4 separate regions of the Mus musculus genome follow, and regions 2, 3 and 4 are each linked to region 1. A link is a contact called in public ChIA-PET, HiChIP or PLAC-seq and Micro-C data. All regions are on one chromosome and are shown on one strand. Each heading gives the region's core, a stretch centred on a gene start, on an enhancer-like site or on the middle of the called end of the contact. The rest is flanking DNA. Distances are from core to core; before and after follow the strand shown.

Region 1 (6,297 bases), core at 2,800-5,299:
GTGTGTGTGTGTGTGTGTGTGTGTGTGTGTGTGTGCTTGTGGTAGAACCTAGGAGCCTGTGCATATTGAGTGATCTACCACTGAGTTGTATCTCTAATCCCTATTCTTTTTTTTTCTTTTAATAAAAATTGTATTTACTTAGAAGCATTCAGAATGTCAACAAAACAGCCCCATTTTTTTTTCAACTACAGAGTGGTATTCAGTTAACAGAATCCCTATTCTTAACCTAGATGATCCAGTTTATTTATAACCTAGCTCCTAAATTTCAACAACCTAAGGTCTTCTAGTGACTTAAGCCTTCCCAGTGGTTTCATCTACCTAATGGGGATAGTAGGGCTGTGATGAGATTAAATAAGTTAATGTACGTAGAGCCCAGTCTGGTGCATCCACGTGCCCAGTAGCTGCTTCTCTGTAACTATGAACGGATATATGGATCTGATTGAGATCTCTCTCTCTCTCTCTCTCTCTCTCTCTCTCTCTCTCATGATTTAAAATATTTCTCCCTCTCCTCTCTGTCTCTCTCTGTCTCTTTGACTCTTCCTCTCCCCTCCTTCTTGCCCTCTCCCACCCTCTCCTTTCTTTTTGAAGAGAAAGATCTTGTGTGACCCTGGCTGGTCTTAACCTCATACCTCTCCCAGGATAGTCTTGAACACCTGATCTTCCTATCTACACTTCCCAAGGGCTGGGATTCCTGCTGTGCTCCCCCAGATCCAATGCTGAAGGTCAAATCCAGAGCTTCTTATGTGCTAGGAAGTCAACTGAGTGAGACTACAGTGAGGTTTTCTGTGGGGTAAATAACAAGGCTGTTAACCTCTGGTGACACAGACCTGGCAATGAAGAAAGCCAGGCTGTTAGATCCTACAGGCTCCATGTTTCCATTAAGAATTTGGTGTCAGCCAGGTGGTGGTGGTGCATGCCTTTAGATCCAGCACTCAAGAAGCAAAGGCAGGGGAAATCTCTGTGAGTTCGAGGCCAGTCTGGCCTACAGAGTGAGTGCCGGAATAGGCAGAGCCACACAGAGAAACCCTGTCTTGAATAACCAAAACAAGCAAACAAAAAATTTTGGTGTCATTGTCTCCTCCTTGTTTTCTTTCTTTTCCTTTTTGTTTTTCTTGTTTCTGAGATGGGTCTCATGTAGCTCAGGCTGGTCTTGTACTTGTTATGTAGCCTAGGATGGTATTGAACTCCTGGTCTTTCTGTCTTAATCTCCTAAGTGCAGTGCTGGAATTGTGAGCCTGTGCCAGCGTGCCCAGTTTAGGAAGCCGCTTCTTCAGCTGTCTTGTTCAATATGGACTCCTCAGCACTTGGGAGCTCCATCAGTAGGGGCTGATGAGTGAATGAATACACTTCTACATCTATTCAAAGACAGAGCTTGATGATGACTACAAGGAAAGAAGTCTGCTTGGCGTTTCAGGATTTCCAGGAAACTGGGAAGGGAGCAAGATAGAGAAGGGAGCTGTGTGTGCATGGGAATCAGAGCCTAGGAGGACTGACACCCCAGACCTGGAGGTAAAAAGCAGAAGGCATCTGTGCAGCTGGAAGAGCAGGCCCAAAGAATCGCCTGGCTTTGGTTTTTGCTTCAAACAAAGTCAGTTGTCTTCAGAAGGTAGAGGAGAACATTTCTTCTCGACAGCGATAGTCCACAGAGACTTCTAGCCTTAAAAGGGATCATTCTGAAGGTGTCACAAAGAACACCCTATTAGAGTGTCTGCCGCCCTGAAAATGAATCCTCCCTCTTTGTACTCAGGGTGTTTCCCTGTTAATAACAGGCTCCAACTATGACCCCAAGTTGTTTCACAGCCTCCCTCAGAGTAAAAGCTGCTCATTGTTCCCAAGCTGCCCTCCCTCCTCATTGCTAAACACACTCCTTCCCAATTGGGGTCATAGTAATGCTATCCTCACTAAAGCTTCACCGTTGTGTCGTCCTATCAAGGGACAAGCCAGAGCAACTGCCTTTGTCTCTTCTCTTCCTCATGTAGTCTATTGAGGTTGAAACAGTTTTCAATGAGATTTGACACATATTTGTGGAGAATGCTGCCTGAGCACAGTGCTGGGCTAGAGCACAGGTAACACAAAGCCTGATTGCTGCCTTCGAGAATCTTGCATTTGCTTGTGGATTCACATAACAGACATAATATTTCAGTATCACTTTCTAATTTTTCTAGCCCATAGATTTCTCTTAACTTGGTATGTATGTGCTGGAATCCTGTTGAAGTTGGATTCAAGAACATTATATTGGACAGCAGTCTCTAAGACATCTTCCAAGTATCCCTACCCATATATTTTTGCTGTGATTATTTTTTTTGTCTTTTACAGCATGTACCATATTTATGATATGTTCTCTTTATTTGTATATGTGCTAGCCCCTATTCAGAGAGGGAGCAGGAACCCAGAAGAGTACCCAAGGAGTGGAGACAGAAGACCTGGGTTTGAGTTTGAAGCCAGACTCCAATACAAATGGAAGGAGAAATCTTGGTCACGGCACCTGGTCTCTATGATCCTCAGTCCTACATCTAGAACAGGAAGACAATTAGTGCTTAGTTCATCAAATAAATATGGAAACTAGTTACCATTTGAATGTGCTTTGACAAACCAGTTAATACATTAATTTTTCAAAGGGGCTTGCCCATGAGAAAAACCCTATTAATATTAATTGAATTACTAAAAAAATATGCCAATCACCCAATGGCATATTATTTCTAGTGCCTTTTTTCCTGCTTGGCATTGTTAGTGGGGCTTATCTGTAATGCCTTATTGGGTTCAAGGAGGAGTGTTTCTGGGGATTAAACAGAAATCAAAAGGGAGGGGCTTGCTCCTGGAGCTGCCCTTTTCGATAGTAGGGATCAAAACGCCTCCCCTCATGTTTCATATGTCTCCCATCTTAACGGCTGATGATAATAGGGAGGCCCTAGTCGTACAAAGTAAGATAGTTCTGGGTTCAGACTGTGACTATGCCTTTACTATATCTGCAATTTAAGAGGCTTTTCTGACTCTTAGCTCTCTCATCTGTAAAATGAAAACCACCCAGGATTACATAAATTAAAATCAGATGTGTTAAAACAAGAAGTGGGGAATTAGAAAGTTAACCAAACTCGGTGTTAACTACAGTAACATTCTCCCTTTGACCCTAGACATTGATAGAGCAACTACTGTGAGGTTTAGCATCATATAGGTGTCAGAGACAAGGCAAGTCAGCTTGAAAGCTAAAGACAGTTGGTGGTTGGAATGCAGTGTGACAAGTTATGACATAAAGGACATACATTGCTCTGGAATCAGTTCTGCACGGGAAGTTGGCAGTATCAGGGAAGGCTTTCTGGAGGGAGTGACTACTGTGGACAGAGACCACAGAGACAGGCAGCGCACAGCTCTGAGAAAGCATACCCATGTGGGGGAACGGAGAGAGTTCTGGCAAGACGAACTGCGACAAATCATAATTGTGGATGTTCTTTGTGGAAGGGTTTATGTTTCTTTCTACGAGGAAACAGAAGGTACCAAAAAACCGGATCCTTCACTTAGAAAACTTAAGTGGGGAGTATCAAGTTAAAACGTCATGACGTGAAATGTATACAGCTTTGGAGAGTTTAAACCTGACCTTCAACCCTGGTTAAACCCCATGGGTGACTTAAGTTACTGCATCCCTCCATAATTTCGTGGTCAACCAGCTGTATCACCTCTCTCAGGGTTACTGCAAGGATTAAATGGGTGTGCAAGGCAAATTCTCAGCAATACGCGTGTGACATAAGCAGCATTTGAAACAAATATCAATTCTCTTGGCTGAACCACGTGTAGCGGGAGGAGAAAAGCCTCTCCTCTCCCTTTCTTTCCTTCCCTCGTCCAGCAGTGTCGGCGGCAGCAGCCCAAAGCTGCGGATGTACAGAACGTCCAATCCAGCGGGCACTGTGCTGATTAATGGATAGGGGCGCGGAGCCCATCGCGGGCGGCAGCGAGGCTGGGCATGCTCAGTGCGCATGGCGGCGCAAGACAGCGGCGGGGGCGGGGCCGGGCGCGCCAGGCGCATGCTCAGTGTTCCCATCTGCTCTTTCCATCCAGTGCCGCAGCCGGAAAACCGCAGCGACGGCGGCGGCGGCGGCTGAAGGGGAGCGAGGCGTCCGGCCACGGGAGGGGTAGCGGAAAATACGAGGACAAGCCCGATAAGGCAGGAGCCGAGGGCCCGTGATTTGATTTGCGGCCTCCCCCAGGCCGCTGCCTTGGCCCTGAGCTGCGCCGAGGAGGCGGGCGGCGGCGATCGGAGCGCCGGAGAAGCGCCGGGCCGCGGGCGGCTCGCGCGCTGCAGCGATTCTGACGTTTTCCGCGGCGGGTCCCGCGGCCCGAGGGGCGGCCGTGAGTGAGGCGGGGCGTGCGCGCTCCGCCATGGCGGGGACACTGTCCGCGACGTGATCGTCCAGGCTGCCCCCGCCCGAGCATTCCGGGCCCTCTCAGCCGCCACCCTCCTGCGAGCCCGTGTGACTAAACGGAGACAAAGGGGAGGCGGAGGGGCAGACCCGGGCCGGAGCGAGCGCGGCCGGGTGCCGCCTCACGTCTATGCCCGGGGCCGCGGCGGCTCCCGCGGGCGGCGGACTCGCGACGAGCACAGCTGAGCTTTTCCGTGCCCGGCGCCCGGGAGGGCCGCGACCGGCGCGGACGATCTGAACTCCTCTCTCCGCCACACCATGTGAAGGCCGTCGTCCCTCCATCCCAACCAGCCGCCGTGAAAGATGGGGGATGCTGCAGACCCGCGGGAGATGAGAAGGACGTTCATTGTTCCAGCCATCAAACCCTTTGACCACTATGACTTCTCCAGGGCCAAAATCGCCTGCAATCTGGCCTGGCTGGTGGCCAAAGCCTTTGGGACAGGTAAGTGGTGTCGTCCCTTTCCTCTTCCTCCCGATGCTGTCCACATCCCAGTTTTTGTTCCTGATTCCAGCCCCCTCCCCCATGTGTATCTTCCGGTACAGGTTTAGGGAGATGACGGGAGACGAGCTCTAGGAGAAAGAAAGAAGGCAGGTTTGGTCTTAAATGAGGTGCCCTTGACTGACGCGGGAGGGGTTGACCGGGTTCCTTTTATTGAATAGCGTGTGTCTAAATTCCGCGAGCAAATTATCGTGTTTTCCCAAAATGGCTCTAATGTGTGGTGTTTTCCTTATTATCTTGCATACGTTTCCCTTTCGGTCATAATTGTGGTTACCATACCAAGAAATCTGAGCTTATTACTGGAAGAAGGTGGGGTACTATATTGATCTTGACATTTGTAATGGTGGTTGCTAGTCAGGCTATGTAGGATGAAAGGTGGTCAGTGTTGAAGTGCAGTATCTTTTGTAGGCGTTCCTTACTCCTCTCACAGCCTTTCATACACATTCCAAATTCTCGTTAAGCCACCCATTAAAACCACTTTTAGTTTTCTGACTGGATAGTGCTTTTTCACTTAATGTCACTGAGGCATATTTCCTTTTCCAAATGTATTTTGACGTCATAAAATCAGATAAACAACCCCTCCTTCCTTTGAATTTTTCTTTTTTGAAGTAGAAGTGGTTTTTTGGGGGGGCTTGGGGCAGGGATGTGTTGTTGACATAGAAATCCTGTAGTACAGCAGTAATTAAACACTCTCTCTCTGACCCAGCCTTCGCAGAATAACAGGAAAGGGACCTCCTGCTGTAATTCCTCAGCTCTTGCTTTAGGAGCCCTTGTTGTGGAATGCTTTAAAAAAAATAGAGAAGTTCCTTCATGCTTGCAAAATTGTCTCTGGGTTGTTTGTGGGGGATGACTGATTTCTTGTTTTAGGACTGTGAAAATATGTGGCTAAGTGGTTTAATCCAGCTTTATTGTTTAACTGTATACATAGGCAAGTGTTTACAGAGCTTGTATATCTAGGCTAAAGACTAGATGAATTCCCCCCCCCCCCCCGTCAGTAAAAGTATTTGTAGTCATTTAGAAGAAATTTTTATGTTTATGTCTGTCTTAATTTTATTTTCCTATACTTTGATAGAGAGCTGACATCAGGAATGAATGGTTTTTTGAACTAGCTTAAATTTTAAATGGAAAACAATAATAGGAAGCACAGATAATACTTTTTAAAATTTCGATATGAAGAATTAGGATAGCAGTATCCTAACTATCCATTTGGAGAACAACTGGGGCGCTCTAAGTATCTAGAGAACAGGGAAATTGACACGGTTTCCTGTGTGGAAGCTGGAAGACAGAGGAGCCCAAAGGCATTTTCTTACCATCTGAGACGGAGAGGGCGCTTAAAGTGCAGAGGTGAATGTATTGCTGTTCATTCTCACAGAGGCTTCTGAGCAG
Region 2 (6,297 bases), core at 2,687-5,186, 230 kb after region 1:
TACATTGCCTTAAGCAGAATCAGTGTCAGGAAGGTCAAGGGAGGATGCAGAGAAGGCTGAAAAGACCTTTCTTCTCCTCTCTGCTCTGTAATCTCCAAAGTAAGTTGGAGAATCCAAAAGGAAGGCTCAGACTGAGTGGAGCAAAGAGCTTAAGTCATAAACAAAATTAGAAAAAGCCCAGAGGGCCAGTGGCAGTGCTTCACGCCTTTAATTCCAGCACTTGGGAGGCAGAGGCAGGAGGGTCTGGGAGTTCAAGGCCAGCCTGGGCTATATAAAGTGAGTTCCAGGGCTACACAGAGAAACGCTGTCTTAAACAATAACAAAACGAGATAAAATAAAAAAGAAAAGGCCCAGAGGAAGAAGCCTTGGTCATAGCTCCCTACCCCTGGGCTGATGTGGGTCCCTGGTGCTAGAGGTGGGTGATGGGGGTAGGGCGTGGTAACATCAAATCATATGTTTTCAGTCTGAGTGAGTCTTTGCCCCCCCCCCCACACACACACATAGAAGAGACGGTGAGAGGGGCCTGCCTGCAATAGAGCCGGTGAGAGAGGCATGTCTGCAATAGAGACGGTGAGAGGGGCATGCCTGCAATAGAGCCGGTGAGAGGGGCATGCCTGCAATCCCAGTACTTGGATACTAAGGGGAGGAAGTTTGAAACTTAGGAAGTGTGACATAGGCAGACCTTGTCTCAAAAATGAAATCAACACAAAACAATCAGAATGCTTTGCACAGGAAGTTCATCTTGGTGAGCTGGCATCCAGGCAGTTCTGGGTGGTCAGAACAGGTGTGAACAGCTTCAGAACAAAGGCCAGCAACAGGAGCATGCTGTGATGCCACCCAGGATTCTTGAGCGGTCAGCCCAAGGCTGGGAAGAGCAGGGGACAGTCTCTGTAAGACACCTGGTGGGGAGTCCAGGTCAGCTCCAGGAGCCGGCATCTCCTACATTTGGAAGCCAAATAAACCCTTCCCTCCCCAAGTTGCTTTAGCTATGGTGTCTCATCGCAGCAATGGAAACTTACTAAGACACGAGCCTTGCACAGTTACATCTGTACCCCAAGGCTAAGCTGAACTAGACTTGACAGAGCAATGTCAACTCCCTGACCCTCATGTGACACAGCAGTCACTGGGTAAGACTCAGTTTCCAAGGTTGCTTTAACAACTTTAGTAGGGTCATTTCTCTCCTTTCCAAAAAGCAGGTGATGGGGCTGGCGAGTAATTCAGTGGTAGAATCCTTTCTTAGCATGTACAGGGCCCTGGATTCAATCCCTATCACCACAATAAATAAACCCTGAAAGAGCAGGCCCTGTTCAGAGCAGGCCCCAGGGCCAGAGGCGAGAGCTCTTGTGACTTTGATGGGATGGCACCTGAGCACACTTTTTCTGGATTTTCCATGGAGGCTCTGAGCTCTGCACCGTCCTATGGGAGAGGCTCCCCTCATCTCTGCAGTCTTTGCGTGCATTTTGTGCCCACTTCTCCTGCAAATGGCACTCCTGCCCCTCTGGCACAGTCCCCACTCAGCAGCTGGGTACCAAATCTGCACGGAACTGTCAAGAACGTTGGTGCCTCCCAGTGACAGAAGGGCCCCCTGTCCCTATGGTACATGGACTCTGTTAGGTGGTCCTCCTAAGGGGACGTCTGTTTTAGCTGAAACCTGCTCACTCAGCACCGTTCCTCCGTCATCCTTTCCTCTGATGGAAACCACTCATCAGGTGAGGTGAAGCCCGGTAGAGGACGGGATTTGCACACGATGAATTAGAACATTGTATATCTCGATAGGAAATTGCTTGAACTTTTCAAAGGGACGAAGACTTAGTTTCTCCGGGCCTGTGTACACCTGTAGCTGTCAGTCAGGATAGGAGGGTAGTGTAGACCTGACAAATAGTGTATCCGTTAAGAACATGGAATGCAGTGCCAAAAGGCCTAGGTTTAGCTCCCTTCTGGGCCTCTTGGTAGCTGCACAGACTTAGGTCAGAGATCTCGGTGTCACAGTTGCAAAATAAAGAGAACTGTCTCTCTTTTTAACTGCTAAGAAGGCTAAATACATTAATATGTAACGGAAACCATTGAAACAAGATTTTGTTATATAGTTTTCGTTCTGTACATGCTAAATGCCATACAAGACACTTGGCTCCTTCATCAAAGTCTAACACCCTTTGATAGTATTTTATAGCAAAGGAAATTTTTTTATGTAGGTAGCTATTACCTCACTAGCCATGAGTCAGGTGAAAGGGGGACACTGGAGGCCACAGTGTGGAGTCCCACCTGGTACCTTTGGAGACAGAGGGGTTGTTTTTGTTTTTGTTTTGTTTGAGACAAAAATCCTCATTATATAGCCCTGGATGGTCTGAAACTCAGTCTCTGCTGGACTTGAACTCAGAGAGAACCCCATCCCCTGCCTTTGGAGTGCTGGACTAAAGGGGTGAGCCACCATGGCTGACAAGGTGGAGATGTTTCCTCTCACCTGTTCCTAGCCAACGTGGCTGAAGTGTCTGCTGAGCTGGTGACACAGAGCAGGAGGTGTTTATGCTTCTTAGCTGGTTGTAACACCTGTTTAACAAGCAGTGTCTGGGCCACCAGAGTGCTAGGCCCTAGAGGGGCAGCTTAGGCCCTACACAGGCAGCTGAGAACAAGGCGGGGACAGCTCCAGCTTTCAGGGAACTTAGCCTCTGGCAGGGGTAAACTGCATTCACAGCAGTGCTGCTATGCCTTCTGGATGGGAAAGATGTTTGGGGATGTCTGTGTTTGGGGTGTGGTCTGGGGCGTGGCCTGGGGCGTGGCCTGGGAGTCAGGTTCTAAACAGCTTGGTCAAGTCCTGGGGAATGACAGCAAAAGAGGTTTGAAGGATGGCTAGAGGTCGGTCAGGTAGAGCTCAGGAAGGTTCTAGAGAGGCACACTAGAGCTCAGAGGTGAGCAGGAGCCTCACCTATGTGAGCGCGGTGTCTAGTAATGCTGAGCCACACTTGGAAGATGACACAACCAGGACCCAGTGCAGAGATAGGGAGAGGGTGGAAGGGCTGGTGTGGAGAATGTCTGGAGCAAAGACTCAGCTTTCAGTAGGTCAAAAAGGAAGGAGAGGGGAGATAGGTCAGTGTGATTAGAAGAACTGAGAGGAAGGACCTTCCAGTGACTTCTGTTTATCAGTGAGGTGGATAAGGCAAGCTGCTGGTGCTGAGGTTTGTGGAAACGGGAGGAGTTGAAACTGTTTCACTGACAGGGCATGGGAAAAGAACATGTGGTGTGTGTGTGTGTGTGTGTACTGTGCATGTGTGTGTGTATTTGTGTGTGCATGTGTGTGAGTGTGTGTTGTGTGAGTGCATGTGTATGTGTGTGCATGTGTGTGTGAGTGTGTGTGCATGTGTGTGAGTGTGTGTGTATGTGTGTGCATGTGTGTGGGTGTGTGCATGTGTGAGTGTGTGAATGTGTGTGTATGTGTGTGTGAGTGTGTGTGTGTGTGTGTGTGTGTGTAACTGCTTCACTGACAGGGCACCAGGAAGCTTTGGGGCCTAGCTGGGTCTAGGACCCTATGTACAGGTCACCAAGTGTCACCTCTGCCCTGTGCTATGCACATCCTGGGGCAGGACCCAGAAGTTCAGAAGCCCATTGTGGACTTTGCCAGGAGGCTGACAGCAGGGCAGCCTTGTTACCACAGCAACAGCCATGGAGCAGGCACTTGGCCCACGATTAATGGAGGAATAGGCAGAAGGAAAGAGTGCCTTGTGAAGGGGAGAGGGCAGGGCAAGGCAGACCCAGTTTTGCCTCGCATTAGCGATACATTACAGGTATATCTTGTCATCTCCCCACACCCCTGTTTCCTCATCTTGAACGTGACTGTGGTGAGAAGTGAGTGGCTTTTGTGTGGAAGGGCTTTGTGAGTACAAGAGGTGCTCCTGAGGCCCTTGGTTAGAGACAGCAGCTGTTAGTCATTGTTAGGTGGTATGGAAGAGGAGCCATGGGAACACATAGCCATAAACTACTGCCACTGAGATTCTAGTTGGCGTTGGCGGTGGACTCTGGCCAAAGTCACAGGGTTACAGCTTCGAAACAGGTTGGCTCTGGTGTAACCAGGGTGTGGCATTTCTTCTAATGCCATCAGAGGGAAAGTGAAGATGGCCTGGTACTCTTCTGCAAGGCCCAGGTTCTCTGAGAAAGGGGGTAGAGGGAGTTCCAGATGTTCTAAAACAATAAAATAAAACAGGCAAGCAGAAGCCAGGTGCCAAAGTCAGGCCTGGAGACTTTAATGTCCAGCTAGATAGAGTGGCTTTATGACAGACAGACCCTGGCACCGATCAGGCCTTTGTGAATGGCCACACAAGCCCTGCCGAATCCTGCTTCTTGCTGATGAGGAGAAGGGCCGGCCCTGCCCACCCATGGCCTCCTGCCTGGTTGAGGTGGTTCCCGACCACCGCTACTCAGTCCATACAGCTGGCTACTGAGGGGCCAGGGGAGGCTGCTAAGCTGGGCTAACCTACTTCTCCACTCCAGCACTTTCTGGCTTTTGGTCATGGTATTTCTAAGCTTGTGTCATTCTGTATAGGCCTCACATCTGGGAGTAATAAGGGTCGTTTGGGAGCCCCAACGCAGATTCAGGCGGCCCAGGGGAGGACCTGAGGCTCAAGGCTCCCAGGGCACGGCCCCGCCCTCTGGGGATTCTTGCTTCAGTAGCTCTGTTGCTGCCACCTCGACTTCCTCTGGTTCCATCTGGCAGGCATCTGCCAGGGCCTGGCCTGTTGCCATGACGAAGTTAGCATCTGCTGCTAAGGAGTCTAGTCCTCCTCGAACCAGAGCCTGCAGTGGGAGGAGGATGTTGGGTGGGTCTTCCAGGCAAATTGTCTTCTGCACCCCACCCCCATTGGTCCTACTCTTCCTCCAACGACAGACTATTACAAGGCCACTCCTGAGTATGCCGCTCTGTTCCAGCCCCACCTCACCTCCTGGATCAGCATGGCAGTAGCTGGAGCCGTGCACCTGTGAGCCGAATTCCTGGGAACGTGCTCCTCAAAGTTCCTGCTGTTGGGTGTTTCCAGAAACCGTGACGTGGGGCCCTTTCCCTCTTTCTGCACAGGATGCTCTGCCTGGGAGAGCTGTCTCAAACACAGAAAAGCAAAGACACCCCCAAACAGATATGCTAGAACTAACAGACACACTGGAGCCCATAGCTCATCCAAGGGAGTCTCCACCAAAACCCACAGACTGAGGACGATGCAGGAACACAGGATCCTTCTGTTATGAATGGGCTGCTACCCACAGGGCTCTTCCCCTGCCAGGCCAAGTGGGGTCTATATGGCGCTTCCTCCCAGGCTTTTGCCCCTGTTACCTGGCACGGGGAAGGAGGCACCTGGCCTTCAGGCATTCCTCTCTGGGTCATCGGTCTTTTCAGTTTGTCCACATGAGATCTGCTGTGAGGTCCTGTGGGCCAAGGAAGGCAAGGTCAGTGGGGCTGCCGACCCCTGATGGGGGGAGTCATCAGAGTCTTGCTTGGGCAGCTACAGCAGGTAGTTGAGAAGGTAGACACACGTTGAAACCTAAGCAACTCCAGGCCAGACAGAACTGGCTCAGCTCTCCCTGCCCAGCACTTTGTCCTTATGGTTTGGGGGAGGCTGAGGGGTAGACTTGCCAGCAAGCTCTTGCTCAGTATGGCTATGTGTGTTGGCAAGCAAGGGAGTACCCTCACTGTTACTGAACCCCAGAAATCTTGGGGCTGCTACCGTCACACAGTGATCCCAGACCCACAGGGAGACTGCATGACCACCTGCCAAGGACTCCACAACCTAGGGGTCAATTGTGCAGGGATTGTCCTTCCAGGAACCCAGTAAAAGGGAACTCCAGGCTAGGCTACACAGAAGGGAGCTGTAGGCCTGCACAAAGGCCGATAGCGTGAACAAGCCTTCCCCACCCATTACCCCTTCCGTTCAGCTTCCCATTTGGAGCCTTCCTCAACCTGACGATAGTGTTCTTCCTCCCAGGACCCTCCAAGGCTCTAAGGGAAGAGGGAGCACTCCCAAACGCCTCTAGGAGAAGGCTCAGCTTCTTAGTCACAGAAAAGACTGACCTGAGGCCCTGCAGGGCTGACTGAGGGGTCCTTCTCTGGTAACAGGCATGTCCGCCTCTCCCAAGAACTCCCGTTCATAGCAGATGCTGAAATGGGAGCAGAGCAGGCTGAAACCCATCCACAGAGGTACCAGTGAACATCCAATCAGAGTGCAGGAGCCTTCACGCCAGGGCTGGTTCTGCTAGAGCTTGACTCTAGCTGTCCTTGCCTCTGAGGGAGCAAGCCAAACTCACGGCTGCTTCCACTCC
Region 3 (6,297 bases), core at 1,268-3,767, 170 kb after region 1:
TGGAAGCTAATCAATATCGGAAGCAAGGATGTCGGGGTTAGCTCAAGAGATGGGAGTCTGGGTCCAGGCTCTTCAGGCTCAGTAGGGTCAGGTACCAGCTATACTCTGGTTGTTAAAGGCTTGGGGTGTGCAGGTCTAGAGAGGACCCCCACAGGATACAGATGTGGCCTGGGCCTCAAGTCCTAGGAGGGGCACAAGGAGTAAATTAATAGTTCCCAGTGTACATAGTGCGTCAGCCAAAGACATGGGCAGCCTTGGTCTAACCTCACAGACACGGGCAGCCCTGGTCTAACCTAAGACGAAGCCCATCTGGGAAAGATCTCCTGGTGCCAAGTTTGCTCATACTGTCTACCCAGAGACCTGCTATTGTGCTCAAATTACAACCAGTTTGTGCTTCCGACAAGAAGGATGCTTGTGCAATGAGTGGAGCTGGGGTCCTGCCCCTGACTATGTACCTTGGACATCCCCGAAAGGGTGGGTGAGCAGGGACTCCAACGTTCCCAGAACACAGCTCAGAATGGCTCAGGACGATGAGCTCAGAGCTCCGATTTCAAGTTTAGTCAATGACACTCGCTGGGACAGCATAGCAGCCCCGCCATGAGGTAGTGACCCATCAGAAATGGCAGAAGGGGTAATGCCGGTGAGCACCTCTCGCGGGGGCTGTAAGACCACACACACTTTGTGCAAGAACTGGCCTTGCAGCTATACATACAGTACAGGCACCCCGGGCTGGGGCGGCCCAGCCTGAGGGGTCGGGACAAAGTCTCACGTGTTTCTGTAGTTTGTAAACAGCCATGCAGACGGGTTCTGGGTTTTCTTACAGGGTGTAAGGTCCGGGCTTTCCATTTAGGTGGAGATGGGTGAAGGAGAAGATGTGGTCACTTCTGAGTGCTAAGGATGTTCCTTAACACTCCCAGGATGAGCAGGGGAAGGAGGATTTCTGGTCTTTGCAGACAGACGGTCCAGGTTCCAGGTGATCTGCTTTTCCGGTGCTCCGTTCTAAATATCCACTTACCCAGACTTAACACCGTGTCTGGCTGGAGCCACCAATAAGCGGGACAATCTTCTTAGTTTCAGCTTCAGACACAGCTCTGGGAAGGTTCAGAGAGGGTCTGACCTTATCAGTTCCTAACTCTCCCATCCTAGGGCCTCATGGACAGGCACCAACGTACTCGCCCTAGAGGGAGAAGAGCTAAGTACAGTGGCGCTATGCTAGCTCTCCACAAGTCACCACGGCCTCTGAATGGGGCTGAGGCTCATGGATCCCGGAATGAGACCAGGATGCATAAGACCAGTGAAGCAATAGAGTAAGTGTGGACCAGTTTAAGGGCAGGGGAAGCCGGGGGAGGAACGGAGCTGGCCCCTCTCATGGCCCAGTTCTATAAATTCAGAGTTGTTCCAGTAGGGGGCGCTAGACACTGACTTCACCTCATCCCAGCAGCTGAGTCCACAGCACCAAGGGGAGAAGCAAGGAGTCACTGCCTCCTCACGCTAATTGAAAAGGGAGGGCCTTTGTCCCAGGCTGGTTTTAAGGCTGTTTCTGGAACAACTAAAGGAAAAGAAGCTGAAGATGTTCCCTAGCCCCTTGGGGGTGGAAACATAACTGGCTGGGGGGTTAGGCAAAGGACCTGGTACCCTTACTACTCAAAGCCTACCTAGTGGGCAGTCCACCAAGCTCCCTGGTACTGGGCCGTTGGGGTGAATGCTCTGACCTTCAGGGGCTGTGGGCACCAGGCCCAGGAGTAGAAGACACAAGTGGGCTGCGGGCATGGCTAGTATAAGGCTGCCCGGCATGATATCAGGCCTCAGGATGGAGAAAGGCACTGCGGCATTAGGCGGCCTAGAGACCTGGTCTATCCTAGAAGGTATGCCGGCATGGGCAGGTCCGGGGCAATTGTCAGAGCTGCAAAGGATAGAGAAGGCTATCCCCTCATCTGCAGAGCAAGCAGAGGGAAGGCCCCCACCCCCACCCCACCCCACCCCACCTCCGTGCCAGGAGGGGAGGGAAGAATGGGAAGAAACTTCAAGTCAGTTTCCAGGAGGCAAACAGCAGAACACAAAAATAAAAATCAATATATTAAATGACTGCAGTGCCGCTGACCTTCCCCCCAAAGGAACTGTTTAAACAGCTCCACTGAGGCCCCAGCAGAAGAGAACCTCAAGGAAAGACTGGGCCGGGGCCCCACTGGGATTGGCTGTGGGTGAGCGGCAGGACTCAGCTGCTTACATCTGGTTTCCATGGTTACCTGAGAACTACCTTGGTGGGCTCAGAGGCAGGTGAAGCGGCTCCGGAGGTGGGGCTAGGAGACACAGAGGAGGCTAGCTCACTGGAAGATAGATGGGGGCTTCTCCCTGCTTCTCCCTCGGTCTCAACCGAGGCTGAGGGCCTGGGGGAGGGGCAGGGCTGGCTCAGCAGGAGACAATGTGGCCAGTTGAGAGGAAGGCTTGGGAACAGGTGGAGCAGCAGCTTGGGGAATCGTGCCCTTTGGCTTCACAGCTTGTGTCCCTCCTCCACCTCGTCTTTCTTAGGAGGCAGGGGAGGGACAGAAGGGGTGGTGGAGGAAGCAGAGCGAGAGAAGAGCCACACCCTCTGTACTCCGGTGAACTTGGCTGTTCCGGTAAGGTCGGGCCACAGCTTCCTTTCCGTGCTGGGTAGGCTGCTGGGTCTGATCTGACGGTCTAGCCACCTTTAGTCCTAACTTCAAGGGTGGGCTGCTGGTAGCCGCCGTATGCTCCAGAACTTCACTGTCAGGTCACTGGGGAGGACAGAGGGAGGCTGCTCAGCTGTGGGTGTGGACCCTGCTGGTTGCCCCACCCCCACCCCAAAGCAAAGGTTGGGCAAATTTCCCACCTCCCTCACATATGGCTGGGCTAAGGCAGATGCTGCTTAGGACCAGTGAAGACCTCACGGGGAGGGGTACTGGGTAAGGGGAGGGCCCAGGCCATGCTCTGCAAGACCCTGCAAGACTGGTGTCCCAGACTTTCCTGTTGTGTTGTGTCCAGGCCTGAATGCCTCCCCCTGTTCTCTGCCACCTTAGGGTTCTGGCCCACTGCTCATGCTAGCAAGAGGGTCGGGGAGGGTGATCTGTAGGGCCAGGCAGGGCGTGAAGTAAGAAGGTTAAGAGTAAAACAGGCTCATACCGTGAAGAAGCAGCTCAGATCGAGGTGGGGGAAAGACAGGAAAAGGCAAGATGGGAAGAGTGAGAGGGGGAGGGGGAAGGTCAGGGCAGGGTGGTGGCGCGGCCCTTTATGGCCAGGACTCGTCGAGGAAGGCAGGGGGTGAGTCCAGGGACGTAATTCCACAGCTTTACCCGGCAGTCACTATTTGAGGGGGGGTGGGGGTGGGAGGTAGAGGCAGAGAAGAGAGGTAGGAAGAGATGGGAGGGGAGAGAAGGGACATGGTGGGAACAAGGAGAGAAAAGAAGAAACCCGGCTGAGTAGTGTCCCTGGGATAGAGGGCCTGGCACTGCCTGCACAGGAGCCAGAGCTACAGCTGGAGGGGCAGAGGTGTGGGAGTGGTGCAGGGCAGTCTGTAGCCCTTGGGGGGTGAGAGCCATTTGGATCGCTGCGGGGGGGCAAGTCCTGGCCTGGGGCCCAGTGGCTCCCTGATCCCCTGCCTTTGCAGCACCCAGGACATTGGGTGCCTAGTGCTCAGTGAAGTTGAGCACTAAATATAAAGAGGAGTGCTTGATGGGATCTGTGTGTGGGGACAGCTGCGGAGCCCTGAGCCAGTTGTCAACTTGGTCACTCTAGGAGGGGAGCAAAGCGGCTCTCTCTGCCTAGCACCTACCTGGAGGCCGTGAAGATGTGCTTGCTGTTGGTGCAGATGGCATTGATGGGGCTGTCGTGGCCCTTGATCTCACCAATGGGTGTGAAGTTGTCCACATTCCAGACCTTGATGAAGCCGGCCCGGCAGGCGCTCAGCAGCATGGGCCGGCCGGGTACAAAGGCCAGGGCGCACACCCAGTCCTTGTGAGCGTTGGGGATTTGCTGTGGAAGGACCAGGGCTCATAAGGTGTAGGGAAGAGAGAGGGCCTGCCCCAGGGCCCCAGGAGCACATCACCCCTCCTGCTAGCCATGGAGGAATGCCGCCTGGCTCCGGACAGCTCTAACATGCAGATGGACCCTACCATTCCCAGGAGCCAGGCTGGGGGGATTCCAAAGCACAGATGGGTTCTTCTCCCCAGGTCCCACATTCTAAATCTGTGCTGCTGGAGAAATCTTCAGCCCACAGGAGAGCTAGGCTAAAGTCAAGTGCTCCCACAAAGAACTGGGCACAAGGGCTTTGTCAAGAGCAGGGTATAGCAGGGTATAGAGGGCCCCAGCGGAATCCCCGCAGGCTGCAGGGAGAGGGGCGTGGAGGTAGCAGGGAAGAGGGTAGATAGCAGGCAGTCTTGGAGGGGCTCTGCTAAGGTCTGCCTGTGGCCTTGCCCTGGCACACTCCTCCCTTCCCTTCCCCAAACCTGGATGAGCTCCTGCTGGTCCAGGTCCCACTTCTTGATGCCATTGTCTCTGGAGCCACTGAAGAGTATGTCTCCTTGGATAGCCAGGCATTCAATACCATCATAGTGAGGGGGCTCAAAGTTGTGGGTTGGGCCAATGGTGCCCGTCACACAGTCGCCCAGCTGGAACATCTGCAGACGAGGAGGGGCAGAGCTCAGACAGGGGCATGATCAATTGGGGCAGGCCTGGAGTACTGTGGGAAGGACACTGCCATAGTCCCACGACCCCATCTCCATTTATTTGTTCCCTTTTACTTTCTGGCTACCGAAGTGTCCAGCCATACCCATAGAGAGCAAACTAAATCACTGGGTCCTGTGTACTTCGTATTTCCCCCAATCTATCATTTTAACGGTTGCATCATCTCCCATTCAGAGGTTCTACCTGCATTCCTCACACACTGAGGTCGTTACTTTTCACCATTTACAGATTAATTCTATCTACACATCCTCCTGTCTTCTCCAAGACGCCCTCTCAAGCGGCCGTTCCCGGAAGTCTCACTGGGTTTTACGTGTTCCCGGTAAACAGCACCGCTTAAGCTTCAGAGCAGAGGTGGCCACAGCTCGTGTCAAGGCAGTTGTAGGTACCTTCACATAGTGGTCCTTGGAGCCCGTCACCACGAGGTCATGCTGGTTTGAAGTCTGGGTGACTGTTAGGCACATCACTGGGCCAATGTGGCCAGTCAGTTTGCCAATGGGCTGGAACCTGCAGTAGGGAGAGGCCCAGGCAGGGATAGTATGGTCAGAGGGCACTTACATCGGATCAGGGGACTGGAGGGAATCTGATCAGGAATAGATAATCCTGGCCACTCTACTCTGTCTCCCCTTTAAAGCAAGATCAAGGACCAAGATTTTCAGCGGCAGAGGACAAGGTCATAGAGTGGGGGATTGGAGGCACAGTTGAGGTGCTGCCCACCCAGGAGTGGGCCACCCCATGCAGAGGCCTGTGGACCTTCCCTGGGTCTCTTCTCTAGCTCCGTCACCGACCTGTTGAGCTCCCAGATGCGGACAGCATTGCCAGAGGCAACGTATAGCATGGAGCCTGAGGGGCTGAGGGCCATCTGGTTGATCTGATGTTCCCCCTGGGCACTGGTGATGGCGCGGGTGGATGTGGCTATGCACGCATCTCCTGAGATCACCTGGCCTGAGGACCTACCCAGAGGGGGGAAAAGCAAAGCCAGAGGTCAGTAGAGTCTACCCACAAAGGCCGGGAAACGAAGAAAACATCACACAGGCCAGCTCAGAAAGCCACTTCTTCCAGGATGCCTCCTTCCCTATCTGGGAAGAACAGCTTCCCCTAAAAACAGGGCCAAGGAGAGAGATTGACTCAATTCGACATTTTTCTACGACCTGTCGGTGTGCGTGGGTAGGTTTGAATAGCCTGTTAAGAGTCCAGGGAGAGGCTCTGAAGCTGGCTGGTTCATGTAGAAATCACTTAACTTCTCCGTGCCTGTTTCCTCATCCCAGCCCCCAGACTTCATTAAAATAAATAAATAAATAAATAAATAAATAAATCTATAAATAAGGACAGCTTTAGGCTTACAGCAGAACTGGGTGGAAGGTGGAGCTTTCCCATTCGCGTCTTTCTTTCCCACTGTGCATGGCCTCCCCCATTGTCAGTGCCCCGCGCCCCACAGCGTCCTGTGCTACAGTACGCGAACCTATAATGGACCCAACATCACCCAAGCTCATCGCATACAGCAGGGCTCACTCTGGGTGTTCTATAGTCTGCAGATTCAGTCAAATGCGTAACGTTATCTGTGACTACTGCATCATGCAGAATAAATTCAGGGCCCTA
Region 4 (6,297 bases), core at 2,376-4,875, 130 kb after region 1:
TCAGGGTGGACTCCTTCCGAGCAGGCGCGGAGGGCCGAGGTCGCAGTGCCTTTCCCCGCCGCCGCCCCACTCATTACACAGTGACAGTGCCAGACTCCTGCTTCACACCCGGCAAGCCCCCACTGCCACACCCTGCCTGCCATTCCTGCTCTGAAGACAGTGGCTCTGATGTCTCCAGCATCTCCCATCCCACCTCACCTGGCAGCAGCAGTCCAGACATCTCCTTTCTGAGGCCCCTCTGTCTCCCTGAGCCACCTCGCCACCGTGGGGCCTGGGGCCCAGCCTGTGGCAGAGAGCTGGCCCCTCATTACTCTAAACTTCTGCTACCCGCTGGATACTTCCCAACGGGGCGCTATGTGATGGTGGCCGAGGGCCACCTGCCGCCGGGCGAGTGGGAGCTGTGTCGTGCAGCCGTGGGTGCTGCCTATGACGAGGAAGGTGCACCCCTGCGTTACCAGCGACTGGTACCCTCCCACAGCCGCATTGTGCGCACACCCTCACTAAAGGACAGTCCTGCGGGCCGGGGACTCAGCAAGGCAGCAGTCTCGGAGGAGCTCAAGTGGTGGCATGAACGCGCACGTCTCCGGAGCAGCCGCCCCCACTCGCTCGACCGCCAAGGGGCGTTCCGTGTTAGGAGTCTGCCTCCTGGGAGGGAGAGCTTCGGGCGGGCCTCAGGACCCAGGACACAGGTACAGCTTCCCGTGGGGGGAAGAAATTAGACCAGCAACTACTGGCCGAGTAATCACCAGTTAGGAAAATTAGGCCAAAAGAGGAGAATATTTCCTCTTGGCTTTGGAAGGCACTTCTGCCTTCCCTGGGGGTGCCTCTTAATTGTGCCTACTGTGTTTAGTGTCTAGCGCAAGAGTGCATACCAATGTGCCCTGGTAGAGATTGTCCTCACAGATAGCTCAGAGATTCCCCCTAATGGCTTCACGGATGATCCACAAACCAGATAAACTTCCTCAGAACCGAATTGCAACCCAAATTAACCCTTGGAATTTACTGACTCTAGGGCCCAGGGGCAAAGGGAGAATCTGGAAAATGGGTTTATAGAAAATAACTCACTGTCGCCAGGCTGGGAAGGAGATGGTCTCACAGTTGACAGCTAGAGACTACCAGGTTCTGATTCTAACTCTATGGTCCTGTAGGTTACTTAACGCTTAGGCTTTTGTTTCCCCCTCTAAAAGATGGGCGTAGTAAATGACCTCTCTCATTCATGGGTTGGATCAGAGGCTGAAATGGTTAAAGCAATATATGAGAGTCCTAGATCAGCAATAGCTCTATCACGGGGGCTCCCAGAGGGTGGTGTCTGTGTGTGTGTGTGTGTGTGTGTCTGTGTGTGTGTGTGTGTGTGTGTGTGTGTGTGTGTGCGTGCTAGGTTGTATCGGAAGTAAGAAGGATTCTGAGCACTCTGACTTCGGGTAGGGGTGCAGCCTTGGTTTCTGTAAGCCCCATTTCTTCATCCTGGAATTGAGGCTAGCCGGCATGAATCCTTTCTTTATTCTCTCATCCGGATTCAGAAGGCTATGCAGGGGACAGACTCTAGAAGTTACCAACAAGCTGCTTCTTTGAGACCCCAGATTCCCAGCAGCCCAGCTGCATCATTCCCCACCCCCACCCCTGATCTTTGGGCTGTTGCAGCTGCCATCTCTGGCTGGGCAGCGCCCTGGCCCAGTCCCAGGCTATACACCCTCTAGCTGACGTGCCTATCCCTTCCTGCGAGCTTAGACCTGCCTTTGGTCTAGGCTTGGCTCATCCCAACCTGTCAGACAGGGACGGTGATGAGACATGAGCCCGGGAAAGGTGGAGAAGAAGGTCAGGGTGACCGTCATACCCCAAAGGACCTGGATCAGGGGTGGTACCTGGGGGGCATCATTCCTGGGGAGGGCAGGAGCAGAGCACCAGGGCTTCACTATCGATGATGGTCTGTGCCTTTAAGCAAAGAGAACGATGTGGCTGAGCTTGCTGCACTGACCTTTCTACCCAGTTTGCTCATCCGCCTCTCCTCTCTCCCTGCCTGTGACAGGTGCCCCCCGTGTACGTACTCCGGAGGTCGACGGACGGGGCCCCAGTGCAAGTCTTTGTGCCTGAGAACGGAGAGATTATCAGCCAAGTGTAACTCTTCTGAACGCCTTGCCTCGTGCGGGAAAAGACTTTTCTATTGGAGCTGGGGTCGAGGACCCCCTCACCCTTAAGTGCTTCTTTCATCTCCCCTCCCCTCATCGCAGGCCGATGATGCAGAGCTGAGACCTTTCGGTTTTTTTACATGTGTTTCCCAGAAGTCCTGACCTGAGGATTTATATCTGTGATTTGTCTTATTCTTTAATAACATGATTATGCTTTATCCCCCAGAGTCTGGCCTTTTGGACTAATGTCGAGCTGGACTAATCGACAGCATTTGTCTCCTTATGTAGGACAAGTGGCATAGAGGGCCCCTTGAGACGTCCCATATGCTCTGGGCCCTCTTTCTGAGATACCTGTTGCTTCTTAAGGCTGGAGGCCGGATGTGGGACTCCCTCAACAGGGACTCTTCCCTTGTTTCCCAGATGCTGGGCAGAACTCTCCTCTCCCCTTCAGGGCACAGGCATTTCTGTCATGGTGTTCTTCCCATACCCTACAGTAGTCCCAACCTCCACTTGCCATATTGTATGGCTTCTGAGCCCCTTCCCCAGTGCATAGATGCCCCCCCCCCAACCCAGTGTATTCTCTGGATCCCTAAGTGCCTTAGATCCTGAGCCACAGAGCTGAGAGACTTCTGAGTGCTAGTGCCTCCCCACACCTGAGCATCCTTCACATTAATTAACTTATTGGTCTTACCTAACAGCTATCTCGTGTGGTTGCACCGTGGCGGTGCCCTCCGTTACAGGGCAACCTTGTGCCAAATACTTCAATAAAATCTGATTGGCCCAGCTGAGGATGAAGGATTCTGTGTGTGTGCTGAGTTGTTTTTTTTGTTTGTTTGTTTGTTTTGACCAAGCACAGAGTGGGCTCCTTGAGATGGCTGCCTGGTTTGGTCATGACTCTAGGGAGCAAGCAGAGTGACAGACAGAAACTCAAGCTGCTTCTCTGAGCACAGGGAATCCAGCAAAGCTCCTCAAGGTCTCCAGAGCCTGAACTTTTAGCTCAACTGTTAAAATCTGGAAAGCCCAGATTCCATTTTCAGCACCCTCATGGCAGCTCCATGGAGTAACCTTGGAAGGCACTTCAGCGCTTTGTGATCCCTTTTTCTCTGGCTTCAGATGGCCCAGGCTCAGTGGTTTGAGGCTTATTTGAAATTGTTCTTGTGGCTGGAAAAACAGGCGTTCCTTGGGTAAGGAGGGGCTCTCCATAAGACCCCTTCTGTGTTTTTGCAAAAGGTGGAGAGGGAGGGGTAGTAGGAGGAGAGGGGTGTTGGAGGGAGGCTGCAACTTTTTCTGCTGCCCTGTAGGGGGTGCTCAGGACTTGAGAGCAGAGCGCCTGCTATGGCTACAGTTTCTGGAGAGCTTGTGGCCTGAGTCTGAGGTAGCAGCTCTGTGTCAGGCAGAGAAAGGGGTCTCTGTTTTGCCTGTCCCTCTCCACAGTCAAGGAAGAGGTAGGTCACAAAGGGCCAGGCAGATGGCTATGCAGGGGTGACGCCAGTGCTGCACTTGGTGGCCAGCCCTAGAGACTGTAGGAATCTGGCTTTCAAGGACCTGGCTTTATTAGGCTGGGGGTTGTTCCATGCTAGGGGTTGGGTGGGAAGGGAAGAGAGTTCCAGGGCCTCTAGAGAAGCTGTGGGCATCCTTATCTCAGACCTGAACATCAATGTAGCTATTAACTGTGGCCAGTAAGGACTTGATTTTGGATGTAACTTATTTTGTGGTAAGTTTGAACTTTATTTTTCCTGTGTTGGGGATGGAACCCAGGGTTTCACACTTGTCAGGCAGGTATTTGGTTTTGTGTTTTAGCCATCTGTCATCTGTTAGGCCCAGAAAAATACATTTTAGGGTTTTTTTTTTTAAATGTATATGGGCGTACCATGTGTGTGCAGTGCCCACTTTGGCTAGATGAGGGCATCAGCTTCCCTGGAACTGGAGTTACCGTGAGCACTTTTAACCGTTGAGCCATCTCTCCAGTTCCCACCCCCAATTCCAGGTAAAGCTTGATCAGAGGGTTCTGTTGTAATAATCTTTCTAGGTGGCAAAGAGGTTGAAGTATCTATATATCTATATAGCTATAGATATATAGATATGGGAGGCTGTTAAGAAAAAATGGGGGATAGCTAAGTTCTTGTAAGCAGCCAGCCTTGAAATGTGCCAGTGTGAGGAACTGGTTGGGCATAACTCCTTTCAGTTTCAGTCCATAGGCTAGCTCTACACCTGAGCATCCATGTCTGGGAGTTGCAGGCACGTTAGAGTCCTTAGCCTCCCCTCCTGGATGGCAGAAGGGACATCCTAGAGAATGGGAAAGAACCCTCTGCTAAGAACAGCTTCAGAACCTGACCTTAAGACATCAGAACCACAGATAGAAACTTCCCTGGGAGCCAGCTTGAGTCTGAGATTGCCACAGGAGATCCTTGGCTGGTGCCTGCATGACCCATAAGGAGTCAGGGTTCTTCAAGGGGGGTTGTGCACTTTCCCCAGAAACAGGAGATAAAATGGGAAACTAGCAAACAGGACCTAGCATGGGCACTGTCCAGTCAGTTCTTGTGGTTCTGTTTTGTTTGTTTGTTTGTTTTTTCTCTTCTCTTCTCTTCTCTTCTCTTCTCTTCTTTTCTTCCCCCTCCCCTTTCCCCCCTCCCCTCCCCTCCCCTCCCCTCCCCTCCCCTCCCCTCTTCTTTTCTTTTCTTTTCTTCTTTTCTTTTCTTTTCTTTTCTTTTCTTTTCTTTTCTTTTCTCTTCTTATTCTGCCCTCATGCCATGGATAAATGCAGAGCCTCAGGACATGCTGAACAAGTGTTCTGCTATCTCCAACCCTGTCCTTGTAAATGGTCAGGCTGCCTCCTGCAGCCTTCCCCTATACTAAACCTGCATCACTAAGAAGACCAGACTCTCATCAGGCCTGACTGCTGGTCTCATTACAAGCTGTTGGATCCTGTCCTGGGTGGGCAAATGAATCTACACTCCGAGGAGAGAAATCTGAACAGAGTAACATTTCGGTCATCGATGTACGATGTCTTGTTAGAGCCAAGTTTATCAGGTAAGCAGTTTTCTGTAGGCCTGGGTATCACTAATCTTACTGAGGCAGTTTGGAAGTGATAATGGCTCCCTGGCCCTTGCTAGAGATGTCACTCTAAGGGCTATCCCTTTCATAACTACTCTCTAAGGCCTGCTCCTTCTGCAGGCTCATCTCCCTCAGAGGCCTGGAGCTTAGCTGGGCGTTGATATGGTCTGAGATATTGAAAGCTCACCTAGAGGCAACTAGACGTTCAGTGGAGCCCTAGATGTTTAAAGCCTGTAGGTAGTATGGAAAGATCTTTCCATACTACCTACAGGCCAATAACCTCTTAACCAACACTTGATTTTTAGACTAGAGGTGTCCAAATTCCAAGTTCTTATAGCCCTAATCCTTTAAAATTTAATTTCACTTTATTTCTTTACCATGTGTGTGCATACACATGTACAATGTGCATGCATGCCATGGCATATGTGTGGAGGTCAAAGAACAACTTCCAGGAGATGGGTCTCTCCACCACATGGGTCTAGAACATTAAGCTTAGACTGTCAGACTTCTTGGCCAGCTGGATAACCTGCTGTGTTATTCTGTTGGCCTTTGCCTCCTTCCCTCTCCCTCCTCCTCCTCTTTCATTTCCTCTTCCTCTTCCTCCTTCTCTTCCTCCTCTTCCCTCTTCCTCTTCCTCCTCCTCTTCTAGACAGAGTCTGGCTAAATTACTCAAGCTTGTGATTCTCCTGCCTCAACCTCCTGGTTAGGATTACAAGAATGTGCCACCACGTCCCAACCCAAAGCCTATTTATATCTGCACTCTAATGCCAGGTAGACATCTCAGAATCAACATGGCCCATGGCCCAAATGAACCCTGGCTTTGTTACCCTCTTCAGATACCCTCAGGTCAACAAACGACAACCCAAGACTTCTAGTCTCTCAGACCAAAAATTTAATTTCTTTTTTCTTGAGGCAGAGTCTTGCTATGTAGCACTATGGCACTGGCTGGCTCAGAGTTCACTTTGTAGATCAAGCTGGCCTCACAATTACCCTTATTCTCTGCCGCAGCCTCACAATACTAGAATTGAGAGGGTGTGCTACAACACCTATTTGATTTTTTTTCTTTTGTATCTAATTTTACTTTTTGATGTATGATTTCAGTATGTAGCTCAGGCAG

Evidence for each region. A called contact is a pair of places that touch in the nucleus more often than the background predicts. ChIA-PET counts read pairs in DNA pulled down with a chosen protein or histone mark. HiChIP or PLAC-seq counts read pairs in DNA pulled down with a chosen protein or histone mark.
Region 2: a contact with region 1 is called in an RNA polymerase II ChIA-PET map of memory CD8 T cells, with 16 read pairs. The contact joins the enhancer-like site here to the promoter of Camsap2 in region 1. A contact is called at or near these places in 4 of 39 promoter capture datasets (the C10 cell line, embryonic stem cells and pre-B cells), 8 of 484 Hi-C or Micro-C datasets (CD4 T cells, CD8 T cells, the G1E-ER4 cell line and 4 more), 6 of 115 datasets of contacts at active chromatin or transcription factors (the SCID.adh cell line, embryonic stem cells, memory CD8 T cells and 1 more) and 2 of 9 other capture datasets (adipose tissue and liver).
Region 3: a contact with region 1 is called in a Micro-C map of embryonic stem cells, with 2.0 times the contacts expected there. The contact joins the enhancer-like site here to the promoter of Camsap2 in region 1. A contact is called at or near these places in 6 of 39 promoter capture datasets (embryonic stem cells, hippocampal neurons, pre-B cells and 1 more), 29 of 484 Hi-C or Micro-C datasets (CD4 T cells, the G1E-ER4 cell line, the HL-1 cell line and 10 more), 13 of 115 datasets of contacts at active chromatin or transcription factors (the SCID.adh cell line, T-cell acute lymphoblastic leukemia, differentiating embryonic stem cells and 6 more) and 4 of 9 other capture datasets (adipose tissue, embryonic stem cells, liver and 1 more).
Region 4: a contact with region 1 is called in an H3K4me3 HiChIP or PLAC-seq map of embryonic stem cells, with 13 read pairs. The contact joins the promoter of Mroh3 here to the promoter of Camsap2 in region 1. A contact is called at or near these places in 2 of 39 promoter capture datasets (embryonic stem cells and stem cell-derived epiblast-like cells), 2 of 484 Hi-C or Micro-C datasets (epidermal suprabasal cells and nephron progenitors), 4 of 115 datasets of contacts at active chromatin or transcription factors (embryonic stem cells and pancreatic cancer cells) and 4 of 9 other capture datasets (adipose tissue, embryonic stem cells, liver and 1 more).

The regions. Positions count from the first base shown.
Region 1 is chr1:136,343,856-136,350,152 of GRCm38.p6, reverse strand. It overlaps Camsap2 (calmodulin regulated spectrin-associated protein family, member 2), which reads left to right and starts at 4,049. Exons shown (of 18, transcript NM_001347109.1): 1 at 4,049-4,854. The coding sequence starts at 4,716.
Region 2 is chr1:136,117,445-136,123,741 of GRCm38.p6, reverse strand. Cacna1s (calcium channel, voltage-dependent, L type, alpha 1S subunit) reads right to left here. Exons shown (of 44, transcript NM_001081023.2): 41 at 6,050-6,135; 42 at 5,300-5,406; 43 at 4,929-5,072; 44 at 3,920-4,785. The coding sequence ends at 4,612. Among named protein-coding and RNA genes, the nearest start is that of Gm15850, 11 kb to the left of the region's middle. Within about 2 kb of position 3,936, at least 85 of the 459 cell types and tissues checked have an H3K27ac peak or open chromatin away from gene starts, as enhancers often do. A contact at or near this core is called in CD8 T cells, the G1E-ER4 cell line, the SCID.adh cell line and 3 more, where this site is marked.
Region 3 is chr1:136,170,496-136,176,792 of GRCm38.p6, reverse strand. Kif21b (kinesin family member 21B) reads right to left here. Exons shown (of 35, transcript NM_001039472.2): 31 at 5,487-5,651; 32 at 5,088-5,205; 33 at 4,464-4,634; 34 at 3,791-3,990; 35 at 1-2,756. The coding sequence ends at 2,702. Among named protein-coding and RNA genes, the nearest start is that of Mroh3, 39 kb to the left of the region's middle. Within about 2 kb of position 2,517, at least 91 of the 459 cell types and tissues checked have an H3K27ac peak or open chromatin away from gene starts, as enhancers often do. A contact at or near this core is called in the G1E-ER4 cell line, differentiating embryonic stem cells, embryonic stem cells and 2 more, where this site is marked.
Region 4 is chr1:136,210,148-136,216,444 of GRCm38.p6, reverse strand. It overlaps Mroh3 (maestro heat-like repeat family member 3), which reads left to right and starts at 3,625. Exons shown (of 23, transcript NM_001329610.2): 1 at 3,625-3,840; 2 at 5,042-5,156. The coding sequence starts at 5,069. Inava (innate immunity activator) reads left to right here. Exons shown (of 10, transcript NM_028872.3): 9 at 5-689; 10 at 2,027-2,923. The coding sequence ends at 2,119.